Linked DNA regions of Mus musculus: regions 1, 3, 4 and 5 are each linked to region 2. A link is a contact called in public HiChIP or PLAC-seq data. All regions are on one chromosome and are shown on one strand. Each heading gives the region's core, a stretch centred on a gene start, on an enhancer-like site or on the middle of the called end of the contact. The rest is flanking DNA. Distances are from core to core; before and after follow the strand shown.

Region 1 (2,700 bases), core at 61-2,560, 450 kb after region 2:
GTATACACACACATACACATGCACACACACACACACACACACACACACACCTGATTTACATGTGTTTTGTTTGCTATACAAAACCAAGACAATATCAGGTTTCAGCCACTTCTGCAGTGGGGCGGGGTGGGGCCAGGAGAAAGGTGAGCAGAGAAGGGGAAGCAGGTGGCCATGCCCCTCCAGGTTGGCTGAGGTGGAGAGTGGTTGAGGTCAGGGGCAGTCAGTTTGTTTATCCCTAGGGTGCCCCTAACACAGAAGGGGCAAGGACCACAGCAGCCTCACAGCAGGGTAGGCTGGCTCTCCATTTCGAATCACAGACCAAGGTGGTATGGGCACAGGTATCAGGGCCCAGGTTGGTGGCCCAGGCTGGGCTGGAGCAGCTCCGTACCCAGAGATAAGTGGGGTTCGTAGGATGGGTTTCACATAGGCAGCAGCCCAGGGGCCGAGGAAGCCTGGAGGTATCTTACAGCCTGGCCTGTGACAGTTTTGTCCAGTGAGGGATAGGCTAGCTACAGTCTCTGTCTCCGTCAAGACACCTCTTGTTGAGGAAGGTGGAGTCAGTGGGTGTGGTGGGCCCCGCCCATCTACTGGAATTTGACTGGAGTTAAAGACCCTCTTTCTCTACCCCTGCTGGCGCCTCCTCACTTCCTATTTGGCTAGAAATTCCCACCACCTGTACCATTGTATGAGCTAAGAGACACCACCCAGCCCTGTGGAAATCACCTGTCCCAGACAGGGTGGCCCTCACTCAAGGTCACATACCTTAGGAGCCCCAGCTTTCAAAGCGTTAATCCTCCAGCTGCAGACTCAGGAGCGGCTGAGTATGGTGGGAGGTGGGAGAAGGCTGGAGCCCTAACTCCTCTGTGGGGGGCAGGAAAGGTCTGGGGGGGGGGAACCTGTACCAGGTGGTGCTGGTGAGGCCGTGCAGAGCATCAGTCAGCTACTCGCTGGAGAATAGCCAAACAAATGCTCTCAGGCTATAGAAATGGCTCAGGGCTTAAGAGCTGCTACCCTTGCAGAAAACCCAAGTTTAACTCCCAGCCCCCACATCAGGTAGCTCACAACTGCTTATAATTCCAACTTCTGGCCTCTAGGGGCACTAGCACTTCTGTGTACACGCGCACACACACACTTAAAAATAAAAAATATCTTAAAAACCAGTATTTTAATATTGAAACAAATTGGCCACATTAGGCAGTTGACTGTCGTATAAAATATCTCCTTGGTTGGCTGCTTGACACTGGACCCCCAGTGCTGGGCTCTGGACTCCTTTTGAATATGGGTGAAGCCTGCCCCACGGCTGCCATGTAAATCACTGATAAGGATGGAAATGTTCCCTAGGTCAGCTGAGGGCTGCAAATGGCAGAGTTGGCTCCATACTACCCCCAGCTGGAACATGCTGCCCAAGAAGAGGAGTGGATGGGGGAAGACCAGGCGGCAAGGCTCATGCTACCTTTAACATTGGAACAGCCCCGAAAGGTCCCTAAAACCCAGGTGTGACCCAGCATTATCCAGCTGAGCCCTAGCCCTTGCTGTTCATGGTGACCCCACTTTCATGGGTGACCTCAGTCCCCAGATTTGAGAGCCTTCACTCCACCCTGTCCATGCCCTAGACACCCCATATGTCCTCTCAGGTGATTGGGTGGAGTTCCAGAGGGGAAGATCTGAGGATGAGGAAAAATCTTGGCTCTCTTGGTTCAAATACAGCCAAGGAATCCTTGTCTGTGGGCCTGAAGACAGGCAAGACAGGCACAAGCGGGAGCCGTGCTGTGAGGGGTGGCTGGGGTAGGCAGGCACCACTGTGGCCCGAGGGGAGTGGAAAGGGTCCCAGGACAAAGGAGAGGCAGGAGGCAGGAGATGGGGACAGGACATGAGAGAACCAAGCTCTGCTGGGCCCTCTAGCCCCAACACTCCAGAAGAGCAGCAGGTCTTCTCCATCGCATCCATGGTGTCCCCTGTGGGACCACACTCTTCTTTCCCTTCCATAACTCAACTCAGGAGCCCCAGCAAACGTTTTCAAACTGTGGTCAACTCTTGACACTTATTATGCTCCTAGGGGGGAGCGATGGGTGTGCATCCTGTCTATAAAAGAGAAAAAAAAACGCACCCTCAGGGCCTACGAGCCCCAGCTGGCCACACGGCTGGTACACAGTCTGAAAAAAACGAGAGTGTGCTTTTTAAGAACTGGTCTGAAGGGGTGTCTGTAAGGCTGAGCAGAAGCGCCAGAGCGTAACAGCACAGCAGTCTTCAAACAGCAGAGATCTGGCACCCCTCCACACTCATAACCCCTGAGCCCGCCAAGCGAGGAGAGGAACTTACAGGAGATAAAGAGCCTGGACTAACCATACCCAAGCCTTTCTCACTGGTTTTGTCTTTAAAGTTTTATTATATATATATATATATATGCTGAGTACACTGTAGCTATCTTCAGACACACCAGAAGAGGGCATCGGATCCCATTAGAGATGGTTGTGAGCCACCATGTGGTTGATGGGAATTGAACTCAGGACCTCTGGAAGAGCAGTCAGTGCTCTTAACCACTGAGCCATCTCTCCAGCCCTAGTTTTTTGTTTTTTTGTTTTTTGTTTTTTTTGGTTTTTCGACACAGGGTTTCTCTGTATAGCCTTGGCTATCCTGGAACTCACCCTGTAGACCAGGCTGGCCTCGAACTGAGAAATCTGCCTACCTCTGCCTCCCGAG
Region 2 (2,700 bases), core at 108-2,607:
ATTCTTACTCAGTGAACCAAACCTGATGATCTTTTTCAGTTTCCCTCCATTTGATTCCAGAGTCAGACACTATTGATCTAATCCATATTTTTTTTTTCTTTCGAGGTGGGAGGAAGTGTCCAACAGGGAAACTGGCTTGGGACCACCCACTGAATTAGCATTGACCTCAAGCCTAAGAATGCATATTTCTATTGCAGTACGACTGTGTTAGTACCATATCCCAGAGAGAGAGAGAGAGAGAGAGAGAGAGAGAGAGAGAAGAAGAAGAAGAAGAAGAAGAAGAAGAAGAAGAAGAAGGAAGAAGGAAGAAGGAGGAGGAGGAAGAAGAAGAAGAAGAAGAAGAAGAAGAAGAAGAAGAAGAAAGGAAGGAAGAAGAAGGAGGAGGAGAAGGAGGAGGAGAAAGAAGAGGAGGAGGAGGAGGAAGAGAAGAAGAAGAGAAGAAGAAAAGAAGGAGAAAAGAAGAAGAAGAAAGGAAGGAAGAAGAAGGAGGAGGAGAAGGAGGAGGAGAAAGAAGAGGAGGAGGAGGAGGAAGAGAAGAAGAAGAGAAGAAGAAAAGAAGGAGAAAAGAAGAAGAGAAGAAAAGAAGGAGAAAAGAAGAAGAAAAGAAGAAGAGAAGAAGAAGAAAAGAAGGAGAAAAGAAGAGAAGAAGAAAAAAGGAGAAAAGAAGAAGAAAAGAAGGAGAAAAGAAGAAGAAAAGAAGAAAAGAAGAAGAAAAGGAGAAAAGAAGAAGAAAAGAAGAAGAAGGAGAAGGAGGAGGAGGAGGAGGAGGAGGAGGAGAAGAAGAAGAAGAAGAAGAAGAAGAAGAAGAAGAAGAAGGAAGAAGAAGAAGAAGAAGAAGAAGAAGAAGAAGAAGAAGAAGAAGAAGAAGAAGAAGAAGAAGAAGGAAGAAGAAGAAGAAGAAGAAGAAAAGATTCCCTTGGGAGGGAACTGTAACTAGAGTAGGGTAGTTAGAGGGTGGAAGCCAAGGATAAGTGATCCTCTAAAACCTCTTCTCTTTTAACACAACCTAGATTTGATTCTTGGGTTTTTCTATGTTGATTTGAGACAGGTCTAAAAGGTCTCTGTGGTTGCTAAGAATTTCTAGAAAGAAAACCGGAAGCTCTTGAGCTGTTGGCGTCTTGTCACCAAGGAGACGGGACGTTCCATTTTTCCGAAAGGGGTAGTGTAGACACTCTTCCCTCTCTCAGTCTGCTGCGAGGTGCCCAAATCACTCCGAAGAACTGGCGGGGTTTAAGCTTTGGACAGAGGCTCCGCAGGTGGGCGCGCTCTGCTCCGGAGCCTGCCTTGCCGCGAGGTGCACCCCAGGGTCCCCGTGGTGCAGCCCGGAGCGCGCGCTCGCTCGGGGCTGGAGTCCTCAGACAGCGCAGAACTCTGTGGGCTTTGCAGCCAAGGTCTAATCCCGGAGGCCCCTGGGATGCCTGATCCGGCGAAACCCGGGAAAGACCTCACGGCATGGAAAAAGAAGAAGCAGCCCGTGCATCGCACGGTCAGCCAGATCTGCCCGCCGCCCCGACGGCCGCTGACGGTGGTCGACATCCGTACGGGCATGGAGAACGAAAGGCTGGGGGTCGTGCGTGACTCCATGTTTCAGAACCCGCTCATCGTCAAGGTGAGCGCCTGGGCACGATCATCCCCTCCGCGGGCACCGACGCCGCCGATGGGTTCCAGCTGCTGAACTCTCGGGACCCGGGGCCCAGGGTTTGGGCGCAGTGTAGGAAACTTGCTCTGGGTGAAACAGGCCTCCTGGACCCTCTGCAGTCGTAGCCAGTCCAGGAACCTCAGTGTCCTCAAGTGGCACACGTTAGCGGGGTCTTTCCCCACTACTGGGAAAGACTATGGATAGGGCAATCTCTACCGGGCTCGTACCCACAGGGTGACAGACAGGTCTCAGGCACCCATCCATGCCCTTGCCACCCAAGATCCATCTTCCCCAGCACCTCTGGTCTACTATGCAGCAGGTGCTCTGGGACTGACTGTCGGGAAAGTATCACAACACCATCTTAAGTGTGCTGGGGGTGTGAGATTCAAAGCCCTCTAGGAGGCGTGGCTGGCACTTGCGTGGGAGCAGCGTTTATAGACAGATCACTTTCCCTTTCGGTGCTGGTCCTCCGCACTTTTGTCTGTTTTCCTGTCTGGCTAAAAACTACACTTGGGCCGGGCGTGGTGGGGCACGCCTTTAATCCCAGCACTTGGGAGGCAGAGGCAGGCGGATTTTTGAGTTCGATACCAGCCTGGTCTACAAAGTGAGCTCCAGGACAGCCAGGGCTATAGAAAAACCCTGTCTCGAAAAACAAAAACAAAAACAAAACCCAAAAAAAACCTACACGTGGCCGTGGCTCTGCCTCTTTAGGCGCCGGGAGACCGAAAAAGTAAAGTTGAAGTTTAGTGGCGCAAATTTATCTTGTGCCGCTAGAGGGCAGTGTGCTTCTAAAAATTGACCTCGGTTTCCAGGTTCCATAGAGGTATGGGCATGCTGATGGGTTCTTTGACTATAGGCAGACCTATATTGTTAGACCTTTCTGGGCTAATTAATGCTCCCAGGAGGACAGAAGCTAGATACAGGGAACCCATGAAGCAGCATCCTTAGCACTGGCCCCTCTGAGATGTTTCCACAGTGGAACAAGTTTTGCTTACTTCTTGGATTCCTGATCTTAGCAGGTACCTGGGACAGAGAGTTGGAATTCACTGCCTTAGGCCAAG
Region 3 (2,700 bases), core at 183-2,682, 360 kb after region 2:
ATAGATGGGGATATGGTTTGGCTGAAGGCCACAGTTGCCTGGGAACCAGGACAAGCTGGGAGCTAGTATAAGGGATGAGGGACGAGGGCTTTCAAAAGGCCAATTCTGAGGATAGAGGCTATGTAGAAAATATGCTGCCCCAGAGGAGACCACCTGGATAGGGATGCCATCTAAAACTTATACGGTCCCCTACTTGTCCTAACAGGGTCAAAGACACCCTCATGAGACAAAACACATGTGTCTTTTGCCTGACGGCTGAGACAATCGGTTTGGTCCTGGGAACTGGAATTTCCCAGGAACCTCATGCCAGGAGAAGGAAAAGGCTGGCACCAGCCAGAGGGGCGGGTCTCCTGGGAAGTTTTCCTCCAACTTGTCAGACCACCTTGCAGGAGGGAGTGGAACGGAGACAGATATGGGTCAGTGAGGTGCGGGATCACACTAGACTTGTGTGGACCCCAAAACTAGCCCCGGGAAGCAGGTCACTGAACTTCTTGAACGTGTTCCTCCTTCCATTGTGGTCACAGGAAATAAGCCTTTCTCTGACTTTTTCTTTTTTTCTGTTGCTTATCTCTTTAACTGGTCTTGGAGTGAGGTGGGTGAGCCTAGCTTGTTAGGGCTTCCAAGGCCCAGCTTAGGTAAGACTCAGGGCTCAGGAACCGGCTGAGGTTTCCCATACAATGCCAGAAGAGGCCCTGGAGACTACTGCGCCATTTCACAGGTGGGGAAACTGAGGAAAGGGATTTCCCCCCAGACCATGCTGCCGGCCCGGCCCGGTAGCCGTATTCCCTATCCTCGGGCGCCTGATCACCTGCATCATCTCGAAAATGTAGTAGTCTTCCCCGTACTGAGGCATTTCCGGGGGAATGCGATGAGGGGCTGTGGTTGCATCCATGTTTCCGACAGCGCTCCGCTCCTTAGTAACGGCGTTGCTGGGACGCCAAGCTATGCGTCATCGGTGAGCGCCTCAGCTGGGGCGAGTCCTGGTCCCGGATTCCATCCACCGAGGTCCTGATCTGCAGTCGGCTCTCCCTCCCCAGGGCCACAAAGCAAACCCCAGAACGCCTGTGGAGCTACAGAGCAATGGGGGATCGGATGACAGAATAAATCCTGCTTCTGGTGTAGCCAACTGTGCGGATCTGGGCGCTGGAAGCTGACCCTGCTCCCTGGATCTCAGTTTCCCCATCTTTAAATGAAAGACGCTGGGGCAGACGTGGGACCGGTTTCTACAGGAGGAAAAGTCATATGCGCCCAGATCATATGGGGGTGGGGGTGGGGGGAAACTGGGCGGGTCTCCTGGTTTGGGCGGCCGGCCGAGTCATGTGACCGGGTTGCCATAGCACCTGTGGTCACAATCGGCCAAGCCTGCCTGGCCTCTATGGCCTCGACCCCGCCCACGCCCATTTCCTGAGGGGCCTTCCCGCCCTCGGGGCCGCACACCCACGGAGGCACTGCAAGCTTCTGGGCACTCTGTGAGGCGAAGGCCAGTCCAAGTCAAACCAGGGTAAAGGGGGATGGAGCGCCGGCGACGAGCTGGGTCGAAAACACTATGGGAGTGGGGGAGAAAGAGGTGGAGGTGTCCTGGCCTAGGGGGAGGAAAGCTGCGTGTAGCTGTGGAAGAGGCAAGGGTGGCATCGTGGAGGAAGGACTCTGTGTAGTAACCCAGAGGGAGGTACACACAGCCTACGATGATAGCCACAAGTCCAACTCTAGATGTTGTAAATTTGACAGATTTACAGTGAGCCTAAGTTTCTACCCTGAGCAGTGGGGAACACTCAGGCATTCCTCCCACAACTACCCTGAAGTCCCCGACAGTGACTGGCCTATAGGGAGTGGACAGTGTGGGTACATAGTGATATCTCACTTAATCTTTAGACTAATCTTAATCTCACCTCACTTTGGACAACAATCGTTCCTGTCTCACAAGTTTTATCTTTATGTATTAATGTGTATAAGGGTGGGACAGAGGAAGAGCAGAGGCTGGGAAAGGGACTTTGGAACCCTGGAGCCAGAGTTGCAAGCAGTGAGCCAATAGATCTAGGTGCTGAGAACTAAACCCAGGCCCTCTGGAAGAGCAGCAAGTGCTGGGGACCGAGTCACTCCTGCTCCTGTAGCTCACCTGTTTGCATGGGTCAAGCTGGAGGAGCTCTCAGGGGCTCCGGGGGCCACAGCACCAGGCAGTGTCAAGTCAGATGAAAACCTTCTGCTCCGAAGACAGACAAGACACTGCAGAATAAGACAGGCCAGAGGAGTTAGCTGGTGGCTTTGGGCAAGTCATTTCCTCTTTCTGGATTTCTTCCCTCGACAGCTGCTGGGCACAGAGAGGAAGTTTCAATAGCTTGAAGAGTTTCTATCCAATCCCCCACCTTTTACAGAAACAGAGGCTAAGGCCTAGCAAAGGGGAAAAGTCTTGCCCAGGGGCTGAGAATGAAATCAGAGGGAGCCTCAAGGCTGAGAGCTAGCGTTCTGACCTGGGATAATGACACCTGCCCATGTAAAGCCACAGCGCAGCCCTCTGTCCCCGAGACCTGCTTCCTCAAAGGCCTCAGGCCTCGGTAGACTTGTCAGCTGGGGAAGCAAAGATGAGGCCTCCCCAACAAAGAAAGCAGCAGCCACACTGCAGCTTGCACTGGGGGGGGGGGGGTTCAGTGTGCTTCCTGGACATTTTTGAAGTGGCTTTCGTCTCCGCTCATTTATTTTAAG
Region 4 (2,704 bases), core at 90-2,589, 270 kb after region 2:
TCGGACAACTTAGAGAGTTCCTGGGGGAGGAGGTTTGTAGGAGGGTGGGGCTTTGCATCTCCAGAGCTGGCCCTATTGGCACACAGACTTTACCATAGGGCATAGTCAGGGTTTAATGAATGAATAAACTTTGAAACCTTCCAGTCTCATGGATCAGTGGTCAGGGGCCCCTCTCCAAAGCACAACCAAACCTGAGCTGCCCCCTCACCCGAAAATGCCAACGACCCTGCTGAATATGATTCCAGGTACCGTCTCAGTTGGGTGTGATGGTTCAGAGCCATGATCCCAGAACTCAGGAAGTCGAGGCAGGAGAATTGCAAATTCACCAGTCTTGATGCCTCCTTTCCCAATGACATCATTCTGGCCACGTGACATGATGGGTGCCCATGATGGGTGCCCATGATGGGTGCCTGCTTCTTCAGAGCTCAGAATGAGTTTTCGTAACTTACTTTTTTACCATGGGTGCTCATCATCGACCCCACTTTGCAGAGAAGGTGAGTGAGCTGCCCAAAGTTATGTGGCTAGTATGTGCAAGACAGGATTTGGACCTGTACTAAGTCTTCAGGGCTGTAGCTTTCCCCACCAACACAGCAGCTTTAAGCCTCCTGAGGGACCACAACAGGTCAGTGGTTTGGAGCACATTCTCTACCCTGGACAGCTCCTCCCCTTCCCCACACACCCTCACTCTGCATCCCTGCTCCACACCATGGTACATGGCCTGCTAAGCTGAAGCCACCCCTGGCTGCCCTCTGGGCTCAGACTGTGTGATGCCTGCTCCAGGCTGTTGAAGGCGGATGCTTTCTGGCAGGCTGCACCTGCCACCATGCAGCATAAGGCACAGAGCAATGTCCACAAGCAGCAGCGCAGCCCTCGCTGTGTGTGCCTCTCAAACTAACATCCACAGACCCAGAATAGGGCTTGCTCAAGATCATTACCAACCCCGCGGAGACGACTCCTTGGATTGGTGTCTGGAGAGTTCTGCCTGGCTGACTTTCTCTGTCTCTAACCACTTTAAAACTAACTGCTTCACCAAGCCACCCCTCCCACCCCCAGATCATTATGATCTGAAGTGTTTATTAGCCTCTCTATCATGATCAAGATTTTATGAGCACTCCGTTCCAACTGTGAATTAAATACATAATTCCGGACCCATCATGTTCCAGTTTGGTGCTGTGTTTGTCTCTATTATGCCACAGTGGTTGCCGTGGGCACTCAGCAGATGACAACTGAACACGTTTGTCCAGGGGCAGCTAAAGTGACTGACATTTCAATCCAGGGCAGCCACAGGGGTTAGGGCCATTAGCGGGGAAAGATCTCCATAGCTAGGGATGGCAATGACGGGGTATGGAGCTGCGGAAGGACTGCCTCTGGCCCTGCCTCCTCCAACACAGGACTGTCTACCCACTCAGTACGCTTGAGGAAAGATGGCTGCCGTCTTAGAGCCAGGGAGGTGGGAGGACGAGGCGAAAAGATTTCTCGTTCTTCATACAGTAGTACCAGTTCTCTGATGGAGCGATCTGGGCTACACTGGGAGCTGCTGGTTAATCCTGCTCTCCATGGATAATTGCTGCAATCCATCACTCTCTATGTACTCAGCCTCATTTGAGCCCTCCACAGTGTCACCCAGCATACACTATTGATCCACTTTGCAAATGAAGAAACTGAGACTCTGTGGTGGAGTAAGCTAGGGAGACGGATGGGGCTGGTTCTGTCCTCGCCCTCGGCCCTTCCTGTTTCCTCTCCAGCCAGGCTATGATCTCTCTTTCCCATAAGCTTCTGGGCTCAGCAGCAGCTCCAGAAGTCTGTGCTGTCATCAGCTCGTGTGCTGGGGCCTAAAGAGGAAGCTGGTCTGTGTCCTGGTCACTCTGGAGATGCCTAAATATCTGTTAGTGACATGAATTCAGAATCAGCTTGGTGGGCGGCACAGCATGAAGACCTGAGTTCAAATCCCCTGCACCCATGGAAAAGTGGCTCGTGTAGTAAGTCCAGTGCTTGGGAGGTACGGACAGGCAGATCTCTGAGGCTCCTTGGCCAGCCCATCTGGCTGAAATGGCCAGTTCCAGGTTCAGTGAAAGACCTTGTCTCAAAAAAAAATTAGGTGGAAGGGCTACAGAGATTGCTCAGAGATTAAGAGCAGTTGCTGCTCTTGCAGAGGACCCAGGTTCAATTTCTAGCACCCATGTGGTGGCTCACAACCATCTGTAACTTCAGTTCTAGGGGATGCAACACGCTCTTCTGGCCTCCACAGGCAGTGCTTCCACATGGTGCACAGACATAAATGCAGGCAAAACACCCATACACATCAAATAAGAAAAAATTTTAAATGGAAGATGGAAGACAATAGAGAAAGACACCCAACTCTGACCTCTGGCCTCTCTATATGAACCACAGGGAAGGGTGAGTACACAGGCACACGCGCACACACACACAGAGCAACTGCTGTGGGTACACAGCCAGTCCTAGAGAAAACACTGACATATTTAAAACCTGTCACTGCATCACTGCTCCGAGGCCACAATTAGGCTTCCTAGAGTTTAAGTTTCCTGCTGTCAGCCATTTCTCCAGCCTGAGCCTGGGGGTGGGGATCCAGCTGAGCTGAAGTGTGAACCTGGGGAGGGCTGCAGACTTGCCAGCCCCAGGCCATCACTCAGGCTATCTCAAGCCTTGCATCCTGGCCTCCCTAAACATCCAGACTGCCTTTGGC
Region 5 (2,802 bases), core at 178-2,677, 330 kb after region 2:
GGTTTCTCCACAGATGTCCTGAGGGGAGGAATCATGTGGTGGTGGCGGCGGCGGCATAGGGTGACCAGGAGAAGGGTCTCCGGTATGCTCTGAGCTCTGAACTATTTGAATGGATGTTCTGTGGCCAAAAATATATTCCCTTTTTGTTTTCTTTCTGCCACATCAGGTTTTTGATGCAGCGCTGGGAATTGAACCCAAAGCCCCCTTCATGCTGGGAAGCCACATGAAGGAAGCCATGGGAAGAAGTCTGGGCACTTGCAGAAATCTGGACCAGGAAAGAGAGTGTCAATCACCATATCCAACAGAACAGCCACATGTGGGCCTGGGGCACCCAGTATCTCTGCTTCTGACCCTGCCTTTCTGCAGACTTCTCAAGCTCACGCCTTCCTCAAGAAGTGGTGTGGGCACGCTGACCTCTGGGACACGACTGTCCCTCGGGGCTACCTCTTATATCTCTGGCAGGTTGAGCTGCCGCCTTTTCATAGTTCTCAAACAAACTGCTAATTTCTCTTTCTCTAATGCATTTGATGGTCACTTCAAATAAAATTCTTCAAAGAGATTGCAAAAGAAGAAAAAAGCAGGGGAAAGAAAAGAAACAGGGCATTAACTACAGACTCCTGATGGGTTACGCTTCCCCGAACGCACGCTCTTCCTGAGATCTTTTTGTGCTCTCAATTACCAATTCTAGTCCCTGTGTAGCTAAATAATAATAATTACCATATAAATGAATATGCATATGTGTCATTTTTCTCCCGAAAAAGCAAGAGAGCCTGCTTGTTTTGGGTGAGGGTTTGTTTTGCTTTTGAACAACCAAAGCTCATAATTAGAAGCCTCGCCTCACCCTGGAAATCTGTCTCCGTCGGGAAGAGATGAAAAACAGCTCCGGATGCCCCTTGAAGGTTAAAAGAAATCTTAAAACAAATTAAAAGAGGTGGTTCTTCCCTCTGTAGGTAACAATGGCTGGGGCACAACCACAGTCACAGACATGTAGGTCAGAGACGAAGACACCGCTGTCTTCAAGGCCAGTGCCATCGTTGGACAGGGGAAGTGGGAGGCATGAAGCACGGACAGAACGATGGCCAAGACTCAGGAGACATCCCAACCATGACAGGAGGTCCCTCCCCAGGACGACACTGATGTCAAACTCAGGCCTATACACACACACACATACACACACACAGGCACAATCGCCTGCATGTGCACACTCGGGAGAGCACACACATACACACACACACACACACACACACACACACACACACAGAGGAAAACTGCAACCACTTCAAGAGATGGAGCCCTCAGCCTGGCCCCATGTGCTGTGAGCCTGATCAGGGTGGCCACCAATAGGTCACGGGTTTTCTAAATAGCACAAATGAGCCCGCCATGAGACATGGCAGCTAAAGCTCTTCCTGTCATCAGTCACCATGGCAATAAGTATTATAAATATCTGTGTGGTCAACAGTGCCAGTCACAACACAGTGTAATCACACGGAATAAGATCGATAACAGGAAATGTCATCATTCTGATGGCAGAGGGAACTCTTGGCAAGGACTCTGGAAGCCTGACTTTGAACATGGGTCTACACTGCAGGTTTCCTGTGAAAGAAGGCTTAGACCACGCTTGTAAATAGGCTCTAGAAGGGCTGCTGGACATCAGACTTCATTGGGCTACGGATGCAGCTCAGGTAGAAGAGAGAGTGTCTGCCATATGCAAAGTCCTGGGCTCACCATTCCCTGCTCTACACAGACCAGGTGCCATGGTCCATGTCTCTAACCTCAAGCACTTAGGACATGTGGGCACAAGGATCAGAGATACAGTGCCAGAGTGAGCTACATGACTTTTCTGTATCTTGGAGGGCAAGCCTGAGACACACAACTGAAATCACAGAAGAACCAGTTTCTCCGAAACCATGTTTCAGTTTTAAAGGTTTATTAATTTATGTGTACATGTATATGTATGCATGTATGTATGCAAATATGCATGCAACTACCCAAGGAGGCCAGAAGAAGGGATTTGATCCCCTGGAGCTGGACCTATGGGCAGTAGTGAGCTACCTGATTGTGGAAACCAAACTCTGGTCCTCTGCAGAGCTGCAAGCATTCTTCATTGTTTTGTCATCTCCAGCCCTTCCTATTGCATTTCTAATGTGTTAACATAAAACAGACAGGCCGCTGAGTTCATGCAAATGTGTCTTGCTGCCAGGACACACAAGACCACTCTAACTCAGCCTGAGGCACTTGTGACTCTGCACTGCAGGCTAGGCTTCCACACCAGAAACACTGTCCCTGGGAAGAAGTGGCATGAGAATCAATCAATCAATACACTCTCATCAGTCAGTACAGTTTTGTCTACTCTGAGGCTTGAGAGGCCAGTGACTCTCAGAGCTGCTCAGCTGGCTCCAGATGCCCCTCTTGGTTCCCACACTAGCCTGTTTGTCCTGTTCCATGACACCAAGGAGAACTTCCTCTCCCCTTCTCTCTTCACCTCCTTGTCTCCCTCCCACCTTCTGTGCTTCCCTGCAGTTATGGCTGAAGGATGGCAAGGAAGCCCACAGGGCACCCCCATAGACATGTCCTCTCTGCCATGACTGCCAGGCCCCTCTAGGGTGACTCCAGCAACACAGACCAGTTTATGCACCTGGTCAATCCTAGATGCTTTTGTAAAGTTTCACTGGGCTGCAGTGTGCCCTTCCAGACACCTGTATGTAGCTGCTTTTCCGTTACATCAGAGCTTAATACCTGCCACACAGACATAGAGCCAGCAAGCTCGAAGCTGATCTCATCACGGCAAAGCTTGTCAGAAGA

The links. HiChIP or PLAC-seq counts read pairs in DNA pulled down with a chosen protein or histone mark.
Region 1: a contact with region 2 is called in an H3K4me3 HiChIP or PLAC-seq map of embryonic stem cells, with 23 read pairs. The contact joins the enhancer-like site here to the promoter of Cfap77 in region 2. A contact is called at or near these places in 9 of 39 promoter capture datasets (the C10 cell line, the HPC-7 cell line, cranial neural crest and 5 more), 1 of 15 datasets of contacts at CTCF or cohesin (embryonic stem cells), 1 of 484 Hi-C or Micro-C datasets (embryonic stem cells), 11 of 115 datasets of contacts at active chromatin or transcription factors (acute myeloid leukemia, bone marrow-derived macrophages, embryonic basal ganglia and 6 more) and 4 of 9 other capture datasets (embryonic stem cells, liver, macrophages and 1 more).
Region 3: an H3K4me3 HiChIP or PLAC-seq map of embryonic basal ganglia shows a contact between it and region 2, with 5 times the contacts expected there. The contact joins the promoter of Spaca9 here to the promoter of Cfap77 in region 2. A contact is called at or near these places in 24 of 39 promoter capture datasets (the 3T3-L1 cell line, 3T3-L1-derived adipocytes, the C10 cell line and 16 more), 3 of 15 datasets of contacts at CTCF or cohesin (embryonic stem cells, large pre-B cells and pro-B cells), 72 of 484 Hi-C or Micro-C datasets (B cells, the Ba/F3 cell line, the C2C12 cell line and 48 more), 29 of 115 datasets of contacts at active chromatin or transcription factors (the SCID.adh cell line, T-cell acute lymphoblastic leukemia, Th17 cells and 21 more) and 5 of 9 other capture datasets (adipose tissue, embryonic stem cells, liver and 2 more).
Region 4: an H3K4me3 HiChIP or PLAC-seq map of bone marrow-derived macrophages shows a contact between it and region 2, with 6 times the contacts expected there. The contact joins the enhancer-like site here to the promoter of Cfap77 in region 2. A contact is called at or near these places in 11 of 39 promoter capture datasets (the C10 cell line, cranial neural crest, embryonic stem cells and 7 more), 1 of 15 datasets of contacts at CTCF or cohesin (the NIH/3T3 cell line), 6 of 484 Hi-C or Micro-C datasets (bone marrow-derived macrophages, cerebral cortex, embryonic fibroblasts and 3 more), 14 of 115 datasets of contacts at active chromatin or transcription factors (the 230-238 cell line, acute myeloid leukemia, bone marrow-derived dendritic cells and 9 more) and 4 of 9 other capture datasets (adipose tissue, embryonic stem cells, liver and 1 more).
Region 5: a FOXA1 HiChIP or PLAC-seq map of pancreatic cancer cells shows a contact between it and region 2. The contact joins the enhancer-like site here to the promoter of Cfap77 in region 2. A contact is called at or near these places in 3 of 39 promoter capture datasets (cranial neural crest, hippocampal neurons and liver), 2 of 15 datasets of contacts at CTCF or cohesin (the NIH/3T3 cell line and large pre-B cells), 1 of 484 Hi-C or Micro-C datasets (bone marrow-derived macrophages), 15 of 115 datasets of contacts at active chromatin or transcription factors (the 230-238 cell line, bone marrow-derived macrophages, embryonic basal ganglia and 10 more) and 2 of 9 other capture datasets (liver and macrophages).

What each region holds. Positions count from the first base shown.
Region 1 is chr2:28,605,536-28,608,235 of GRCm38.p6, reverse strand. No RefSeq gene overlaps it. Among named protein-coding and RNA genes, the nearest start is that of Gm22675, 12 kb to the right of the region's middle. Within about 2 kb of position 1,310, at least 53 of the 459 cell types and tissues checked have an H3K27ac peak or open chromatin away from gene starts, as enhancers often do. A contact at or near this core is called in the HPC-7 cell line and pre-B cells, where this site is marked.
Region 2 is chr2:29,053,723-29,056,422 of GRCm38.p6, reverse strand. It overlaps Cfap77 (cilia and flagella associated protein 77), which reads left to right and starts at 1,357. Exons shown (of 6, transcript NM_001166705.1): 1 at 1,357-1,609. The coding sequence starts at 1,415.
Region 3 is chr2:28,698,383-28,701,082 of GRCm38.p6, reverse strand. It overlaps Spaca9 (sperm acrosome associated 9), which reads left to right and starts at 1,432. Exons shown (of 5, transcript NM_027283.1): 1 at 1,432-1,501. Ak8 (adenylate kinase 8) reads right to left here and starts at 922. Exons shown (of 13, transcript NM_001033874.2): 1 at 809-922. The coding sequence starts at 892.
Region 4 is chr2:28,785,431-28,788,134 of GRCm38.p6, reverse strand. The region is part of intron 11 of Ak8 (adenylate kinase 8); the gene reads right to left. Among named protein-coding and RNA genes, the nearest start is that of Mir3088, 54 kb to the right of the region's middle. Within about 2 kb of position 1,339, at least 13 of the 459 cell types and tissues checked have an H3K27ac peak or open chromatin away from gene starts, as enhancers often do. A contact at or near this core is called in bone marrow-derived macrophages, where this site is marked.
Region 5 is chr2:28,718,861-28,721,662 of GRCm38.p6, reverse strand. The region is part of intron 5 of Ak8 (adenylate kinase 8); the gene reads right to left. Among named protein-coding and RNA genes, the nearest start is that of Mir3088, 13 kb to the left of the region's middle. Within about 2 kb of position 1,427, at least 5 of the 459 cell types and tissues checked have an H3K27ac peak or open chromatin away from gene starts, as enhancers often do. A contact at or near this core is called in pancreatic cancer cells, where this site is marked.